Linked DNA regions of Mus musculus: regions 1 and 3 are each linked to region 2. Evidence: chromatin contacts called from public Hi-C and promoter capture Hi-C data. All regions are on one chromosome and are shown on one strand. Each heading gives the region's core, a stretch centred on a gene start, on an enhancer-like site or on the middle of the called end of the contact. The rest is flanking DNA. Distances are from core to core; before and after follow the strand shown. Region 1 holds the start of Cyp2d40 (cytochrome P450, family 2, subfamily d, polypeptide 40). Region 2 holds the start of Cyp2d10 (cytochrome P450, family 2, subfamily d, polypeptide 10). Region 3 has its middle 57 kb from the start of Cyp2d40.

Region 1 (2,753 bases), core at 29-2,528, 360 kb after region 2:
GGATTTTTTTAAACTCCATTAACACCTACATCGAACCCTGATCTTCCTTTGCTCACTGTCCCCATTGTGTGACTCTAATGTCATCTCTGCCACCACACTGCACTGTACCTTTATCTTTTTGTCCATAGCCTAGGTGTGGAAATATGGGCATTTCAGGGCGGTCAGCAGTGTATTCGCCACAGGTCACCAGTGCTTCCTGTACTGCCTTCAGTCCGTTGACAATGACCATGGCATTCCAGCCCATCTGCAGGCTGAACATGTCACCATAGTGGTTTTGAAGAAGTAAAGGGACAGAGCACATAGGAAGTGTAGGTTTGCACATATCATAGAACCAGGGTCACTGTACAAACATGGGCAAGGAGTTGAGTGTGCACATGTGGGTTCTACCGTGTATTTGTTTGTATAAACATGTGTGTGCCCACCTGTGTGTGTTTTTGTTTTGGTGTGTGTGTGCTGTTGTTGTTGTTGTTGTTTCTGTTGTTGAACCTTGCTCCTCATGTATCCTGGGGAAATGCTCTTCACAGAGCTCCCTCCCGGGCATGAGACTGCCTACCACTGCAGTGTCTTATCTTTTAAGTTCAGCAAAGGAATCACAGTAGATGTGACTTCCCAGTGTTGACTTTGCAAGAGGCAGAAATCTGTCCTGGAGTTCCTTAGCATTTCATTACACATGAAGAAACTCTGGTTCCTTGAGATGGGCAGTGAGGCTGCAGAACACAGCAGCAGCAAAAGATTCAGGCAGCCACATTGCTCTCTGCACTCAGTGTCCTGACTGACATGCTAACTATACCTTGCATAATGGTAAGACCTCATCTTTGACAGGACCATAACAGACCTGGAACCTGTATGGCTGATGATCTCTACAACTAAACTGAACCCTGCTCTCACATCCTGATTCATCTTCTGGACTTTGACCCCCATATCCGTTGCCCTAGAGAGATTCATTGGATGCAACCAGAAATCAGCAAACTTGGCCCGTTTAGAGGTTCCAGATCGCTGTTGGACCTGTGGCTTGGCCTTCACTGTGTACACTACAGACACTATTAGCACAATAAAGATACACCACTAAGTCACTGACCTTGTAAAAGCTGTATGGCATGTTATCCAGGTCCACCTGCAGCAGGTTACCCAGCACAGGCCATGGCACAGGGCCCGGTGGGTAGCGAGAAGTCCAGCGCTGGCGCCGGTGCAACAGGTCCACCAGTAATATGAAGATGACTGTGAATATGGCCACAGGCCACAGGTCAGTCCCAGTCAGCAGCTCCATGGCTGCCCCACTGCTTCCCAGGCTTCACCTAGGCCAATGAACAACACTCCATCAAACACCTTGGATCAGGAAGACCCAAGCTTGGATCCTACCACCTTATAAAGGAGTGTCCAGGTTGCCCTTTGTCCTCTGCCCCCAACCCCAATCCTGTGTTTTGTTTGGCTAAGTGTAGAGACAGGCCAGAGATGATCAGTCCATTCCACGAGCTGAGCATGCTGATTCTGCTAGGCTAAATATGGTAGGCAGATGTCTGATCATTGAGTGCTGAAAAATCTTCAGATACAATTCACATTCAAAGCTTTGGGAGCTTGAACATTGCCTCAGAGAAAAATGAGACCTCCTAGACCTTCACAGAACACTTTGTTGAGAGGACACAAGGGTTGAGTGGCATCCAGTCAGTGGCGTCTGTGGGTGTGTGAGCAGTGGGAGCTGTCTTCTACAGTTGAGGGAAAGAGGCTGGAGCCCCTCTTGGCATTGGAAGAGCATTGGGGGAGAGCAGCTCAGATTCCTGTGGGTGAGTGAGGGCCAGTGGTGGGAAGGTACTTAGATCCCCCTTGGTGAGTGAGTTGTGAAGTGCATCTGGAGCAGTGGCATCTTCAGTACAGGACACCAGTTGATTAGGGAGCAAGACATACAATATGGGATTTCTCAAACCCAGTCTGAGGAAGCTGAGCAATGGTCTGAGAATTTTGAGGGGTCACTAAATTGGGTCAGGTTCTTGTCATGCTGGCCTCAGTCTCTTAGTTAACCTATGTTTCTTGGTGGTTCAATCTCTCCTGGCAACAGTCTTCCACGTGAACATAGGTAAGAAACATTTGTCTTAGGGCCAGAGGACACGAGTCAGGCTGGGCTGCTATGAGGAATAAGGAAAGATGACTCCTAAGTCTTCCAACAAATGGCGCTTCTGTGCCGGGAATTGCTGGGCACACTACACATGCCAACTCACCATTTGCGAGTGTCAACAGAGGCTCAGTCCATGTCCTTGCTGGATCCAGATCTCTGAAGATCAAAGTCTCAGAAGACCCAGAGCAACCCTATTAGATAGGCTCTCTAATGCTCTCTCTGCTGTACCTGGCAGAAGGGAGGCATGGGCTGAGCAGAGTCCACACCATGCATCCCAACAGCAATGAGTACACACGGACCTCCTCCTCTCTGCTGCCTGTGCAACCCTAGCACTGACCACCTCTGAGTCACTGGAGCTTGTGGGTGACTATATGCTTATTGGAGGCCTGAATCCTGTAAGCCTTTTTCTTATCCATGATTTTTGGCCCTGCTCAACACATTTCCCTAGAACACATTTCCCTAGAACGGCATCATAGGTTTGAACCAATACAAAGGTCTTTCTTGAGCCCCTACCAGTCCTGAAAAAAGACCTGCATGGGAGTCAGGACAACAGCATGGTTCATGGTCAGAATGTGGATTAGGAAGACACTTGCTCAGGTCACTGACAGTCTCAGGATGCTAGGTTCCTCCTGGTTTGCTCGAG
Region 2 (2,700 bases), core at 114-2,613:
CACATTCATAACCTGTGCTTCCTCAGCTTATTCCCACACGTCTGAACCCAAATCCACCGTCCACACAGCCCTTTACCTTGGGATCCAGGCTTCACACCCAGGTACTCAAAGATGGGCACTTGAGGGCGGTCAGCAGTGTCCTCTCCACAGGTCAACAGCACTTCCTTCATTGCCTTCAGTCCATTGATCACAACCATAGGCTTCCAGCCCATCTGCAGGCTGAACACGTCACCATAGCGGTTTTGAAGCTGACGTAGAGGGACAAAGCACATAGGAAGTAGAGGTGCCCACAGATAATAGAACCAGTTTCACTGCACAACAATGTCAAAGTGAGAGGGTGCCAGGCAGTTTCTTTGTGTGTGAGTGCACATTTGTGTATGTTTACATATGCATGTTTGTGTATGTGAATTTAAGTATGTGTGCATATGTGTATGTGACTCCATGTATCTCTCTGTCTCTGTATTTGCATGTGTACATATCTATTTGTGTGTATCTTGCTTGTTATTGAACCTTGCTCATATATCCTGGGAAAATGCTCTTCATTGAGCTCCATCCCATGCGTGAGGAGGCCTACTAATGTGGTGTCTTATCTTTTAAGTTTAGCAAAGGTGTCATAGTAGATGTCACACCCCAGCAGTTCCCTGGCCAGACCCAGAAACCTATCTTGGGTTCTTTTAGTATGTCAATATACGTGAAAAAAACTCTGGTTCCTCTTGATGAGCAGTGAGTCCAGAGAGCACACAGAAGCAAGAGATTCACGCAGCCACAGTCCCTCTCTCCACTCAGTGTCACGACTGACATGGAGTGGTAGACTTCACAGCATATCAAGACCTCATCATTGACAGGAACATAAAGTACTTGGGACCTCTACAGTTCCTGTCCTGTCCAACTAGGCTGAACATTCCTTTCATACCTTGCTTCACCCTTGGATTTTATTCCCCCAATCCTTTGCCCTACAAATTCCCAGTGGCTGCCACAAAAACATGTCTAAGCCTATTCCCTCTTGGGGATCTAGATCTAGCCACTAAACTGTGGCTCAAACCCTACTATGTGCCACTATGGACACTATAACCTCACATACCATCCATTGCTGAGTCACTCACCTTGTACAAGCTGTATGGCATGTTATCCAGGTCCACCTGCAGCAGGTTACCCAGCACAGGCCATGGCACAGGGCCCGGTGGGTAGCGAGAAGTCCAGCGCTGGTGCCGGTGCATCAGGTCCACCAGTAATATGAAGATAACGGTGAATATGGCCACAGACCACAGGCCAGCCCCAGTCAGCAGCTCCATGGCTACCCCACTTCTGCCCAGGCTTTCCAGAGACCAATGAACAACACTCAATGTAACACCTAGAATCAGACTGGCCCAAGCTTGGATCCTGCTGCCTTATAAAGGAGTGCCAGGGTTGCCCTTTGTCCTCTGTGTCCTGCCCCAACACTGTGTTTTGTTTGTCCACCTGTAGGGAGGAGCTAGTGATGTTCAGTTCCTTTCAGGAGTTTAGCATTCTGATTCTGCTGGGCTGAACATGGTAGGCAGATATCTCGTGGACTCCTGCTTCAGGACGAATGTTCTGATCATTGTGTGCAGGAAATTCATCGGGTTTGCTACTCATGCAAATCTTAGAGGGCTTGAGGACATTGCCTCAGAGAGGAATGAGACCTCCTAGATCTTCATGGAGCACTTTCCTGGCAGACATGAGGGTTGACTGGCATCATGTCAATCACTTCTGTGTGTGTGAGCAGTGGGAGGCTGTTTCCAGATGAGGCTGGAGCCCCAATGGGCAAAAGCAGGGCAGTCGGGAATGGCAGCTGAAATCCCTGTGGGCGAGTGAGGGCCAGTAGTGGGAGGTTACCTAGACTTGCTATGGGGAAGTGAAAGGTAGTGGTGGGAAGGCAGCTAAAGGCTCTGCTGGTAAGTGAGGTCCAGTGGGGTAGCACAACCGGAGCACTGCCATCTTCAGTATAGGTCTGTCATCATCCAATTAATCAGGCAGCAAGATACACAACACAGAAGTTATCAGACCCAGTATGAAGAAGTGGAGAAGTGGTCTGAGAACCTTGGGGGGGGGGCACTAATTTGGTCCATGGACGTGTCACATGCTGGCCTCTGTCTCTTATCCACCCTTTGTTTCGTGGTGGGTCAATCTCACCTGGCAAGAGTCTTCCATCTGGAGATACGTAAGGTAGTTTTCTTCCTCATGCCAGAGGTCTGTGGCCAGGGTGAGCAGCCAAGAGGAAAAAAGAATGATGACTCCTGAGCCTTCAAACAAATGGCTACTGTGTGCTGGTCACTGCTGTACACCCACACATAGCTCATCATTCACTAGGGTCAGCAGAGGCTCAGTCTCTGTCCTTGTTGGGCTCCAGACCTCTAAAGATCATAGGCTTGGAAGTCACTGTGGAATCTAGGCAGGCTCTCTCTGTTGCTCCTTCGATGTGCCAGAAGGGAGGCTGGAGCATTATCCCCTCCCGTGGGTGCGAGGGGTTCCGCAAGCCTGGAAGGAAATTGGAGGAAGGGAAGGAGAGGCAGGAGACCAAGAAGATGGTACCTAACAAGGTCTCGTTTATTAGGCTGAGGTGCCTTGTTTTAAAAGCATACATCATGGGGAGTAGGGGCGGGGTCAAGGGGGAATTTTACAAAGAACAAGGAAGCGGGCATCTGCTGACATGGGGGCCGAAGTCAGGCGCCAGGCAGCGGG
Region 3 (2,834 bases), core at 225-2,724, 300 kb after region 2:
CATCCATGAGGCCCAGAGACCTTGGAATGCCCCCTGTCCACCCCTTGTGGACTGGGTCCATAGATTCACACAGTCAGACACCCACCCAGGGTCACATGGAGAGTGTGCTCATGGGAATTCTGGTGAGACGTGGGTTCTTTCCCACCCCCTTTACTTCCCCATGCCTACTACCCAACAAATTTCCTGCCTGGTGCTGATTCATGGGCATAAATGAGGTATGCAACCACATTACACAAGCTTTTGTCCAGGAGGGACAAAGGATTGAGGGAACTCCCTGGGAGTGGAGATGCAGGTAAAAGTCAGAATATTGTCCACATCCATCACCCACCAGCCTGGACAGTGAAGGCATCACAGATGTGGCCAGCCTTCTCCATCACACACTGTTCCAGTGATTTCTTGCCCAGGCTGAAGTTACACAGGATAGACACAGAACCTCTGCTCTCGCCACTCACACCCTTAAGGTGCAAGGATCACACCTGCAGGTACGTCTATGTGTAACCAAGAATATCTGGGTGTGCTGCCCTCTCCCCCCTTCATTTCTCTTCTCTTCTGGGATCAGTGTCCCCCATAATCTCACACATTCCTCCCAAACACATCTCTACCATACTCGAGCATGATAAGGAGGGCCAATTGGATTTCAGTGGTTTTTTAAAAATCTTATCTAAATTACCTCCTGCATTATGCCCTGATCTTCTTCTGCTCAGTTTCCCATGTCTGGTTATGATCCCATCTCTGCTCCCAACACAGCGTTTTGCCTTTAGTTTTGGGCCCACAGACTATGTGATGAAAGATGGGTATTTCAGGCCACTCAGCAGTGCCCTCTCCACAGGACACCAGCAAATTCCCCCACCGCATTCAGTCCCTTGATCACGACCACAGGCTTGCTGATCATCTGCAGGCTGAACACATCACCACACCAATTTTGAAGCTGAAGTACAGGGACAGAGAACATAGGAATTAGAGGTCCCCAAAGGTCATGCAACCAGGCTCACTTAGCAAACATGGGCAAGGTGTGGAGTGTGCACATGTGGGTTCCAGTGTGTGTGCGTGCGTGCGTGCGTGCGTGCGTGCGTGCGTGCGTGTGTGTGTGTGTGTGTGTGTGTGTGTGTGTGTGTGTGTGTGGTTGTCTTGGTTGTTACTGAACTTTCGTTCTCATATATCCTGGGAAGATGATCTTACCTAAGCTCCATTCCTAGGATGAGGATGCCTACCACTGTGGCACCTTATATTTTAAGTTCAGCAAAGGAATCACTGTAGATATGACATACCAGGAGTGGCCTTACAAGAGCCAGAAAACTGTCTTGGAGTCCCTTAGCATTTCATCCCACATGAAAAATCTCTGGTTTTTTGAGATGGGGAGTGAGGCCAAAGAGCTCAAAGCAGACAAGAGGTTCAGGCTACCACAAGCCCTCTCTCCACTCAGTGTCCTGACTGACATGGTGGACTAGACTTTGCACCATGGTAAGGCCTCATCTTTGACCGGATCAAAGGGACTTGGGACCTCTATGACTGCTACACTGTCAAACCAGCCTGAAGCCTGTTGTCACATCCTGCTTTACCTCATGGACTTTGACCCACAAAATTTTTGCCCTAAAAATTCCCAATGCATGCCACAAAAGAAATTTCTAAGCCTGTGCTCGCAAGGGGGCCCAGATTCCTGTCTGACCTGTGGCTCAACTCCCACAATGTGCTGCAACAACTACCATAAACTCAGTTACCATCCATCACTAAGTTACTAACCTTGTATAAGTTGTATGTCATGTTATGTAGGTCTGCCTGCAGCAGGTTACCCAGCACAAGCCATGGCACGGGGCCCGGTGGGTAGCGAGACGTCCAGCATTGGAGCCTGTGCATCAGGTTCACCAGTAATATCAAGATGACAGTGAATATGGCCACAGGACAATCCAAGTCAGCAGCTCTATAGGTGCCCTGCTGCTGCTCAGAGTTCCTAGAGACCAAAGAACAACACTCAACATAACACCTAGGATCAGGAAGCCCCAAGCTTGGATCCTGAAGCCTTATAAAGGAGTGCCAGGGTTGCCCTTTGTCCTCTGTCTCCAGTTCCAATCCTCTGTTTTGTTTGGCCAAGGGTAGGGGGGACAGTGATATTTACTCCCTCCCACGAACTGGGCATGCTGGGCTGAGCATGGTCGAACATGTCCAGTAGACTTCTTCAAGATCGATGATCTGATCATTGTGTGCAAACAAACATCTTGTATGCAAAGTTTGAGAACATTGCCTCAGAGAGGAATGAGACCTAGTCTTTCACAGTGCATTTTTTATCAGGGCATGAAGGATGACTGGCATTCAGTCAATGGCTTTTATAGGTTTGTGAGCAGTGGGAAACTGTCTCCTCCTATAGGTGAGGGAATGGTAATAGCGGAACGTAGGAAATATACCTGTGGGTTAAGTGATGGCCAGTGGGGGAAGGCAACTGGAGCATGTGCCATATTCAGTACAGGTGTGTGGTCATCTAGTTGATCAGGGAGCCAAATGTACAACACGAGATTTCTCAGACCCAGTCAGAGGGAGCTGAGAAATGATCTGAGAATATTGGGAGGGGCACCAAGTTGGTACAGGGACTTGTCACATGCTGGTCTCTGCCTCTGATTCACCTTCTGTTTCTTGGTGGGTCAATGTCTCCCGGCAACAGTCTTTCACATGGATAGGTAGGGGAGCTATTTTCTCATATCAGAGGCCTATGGTCAGAGCCAACAGCAATGAGGAAAACAGAAAGATGACTCCTGAACCTTCTTGTTTGCCCAGCTGGGCACTGCTGGGCATGGATCATGCCAACTCAGCATTCACTAGGGTCAGGGAAGGCTCAGTCCCTG

What was found. Hi-C and Micro-C count contacts between places; a contact is called where the count stands out from the background. Capture Hi-C pulls out chosen DNA fragments and counts their contacts.
Region 1: a promoter capture Hi-C map of liver shows a contact between it and region 2, with 2.8 times the contacts expected there. The contact joins the promoter of Cyp2d40 here to the promoter of Cyp2d10 in region 2. A contact is called at or near these places in 2 of 39 promoter capture datasets (hippocampal neurons and stem cell-derived epiblast-like cells), 1 of 115 datasets of contacts at active chromatin or transcription factors (astrocytes) and 3 of 9 other capture datasets (adipose tissue, liver and macrophages).
Region 3: a contact with region 2 is called in a Hi-C map of liver, with 2.9 times the contacts expected there. The contact joins the enhancer-like site here to the promoter of Cyp2d10 in region 2. A contact is called at or near these places in 1 of 39 promoter capture datasets (embryonic stem cells), 1 of 484 Hi-C or Micro-C datasets (liver), 1 of 115 datasets of contacts at active chromatin or transcription factors (kidney) and 3 of 9 other capture datasets (adipose tissue, liver and pancreatic islet).

The regions. Positions count from the first base shown.
Region 1 is chr15:82,762,844-82,765,596 of GRCm38.p6, forward strand. Cyp2d40 (cytochrome P450, family 2, subfamily d, polypeptide 40) reads right to left here and starts at 1,279. Exons shown (of 6, transcript NM_023623.2): 1 at 1,079-1,279. The coding sequence starts at 1,267.
Region 2 is chr15:82,405,831-82,408,530 of GRCm38.p6, forward strand. Cyp2d10 (cytochrome P450, family 2, subfamily d, polypeptide 10) reads right to left here and starts at 1,364. Exons shown (of 9, transcript NM_010005.3): 1 at 1,104-1,364; 2 at 77-248. The coding sequence starts at 1,292.
Region 3 is chr15:82,705,372-82,708,205 of GRCm38.p6, forward strand. It overlaps the pseudogene Cyp2d38-ps. Among named protein-coding and RNA genes, the nearest start is that of Cyp2d40, 57 kb to the right of the region's middle. Within about 2 kb of position 1,475, at least 2 of the 459 cell types and tissues checked have an H3K27ac peak or open chromatin away from gene starts, as enhancers often do. A contact at or near this core is called in liver, where this site is marked.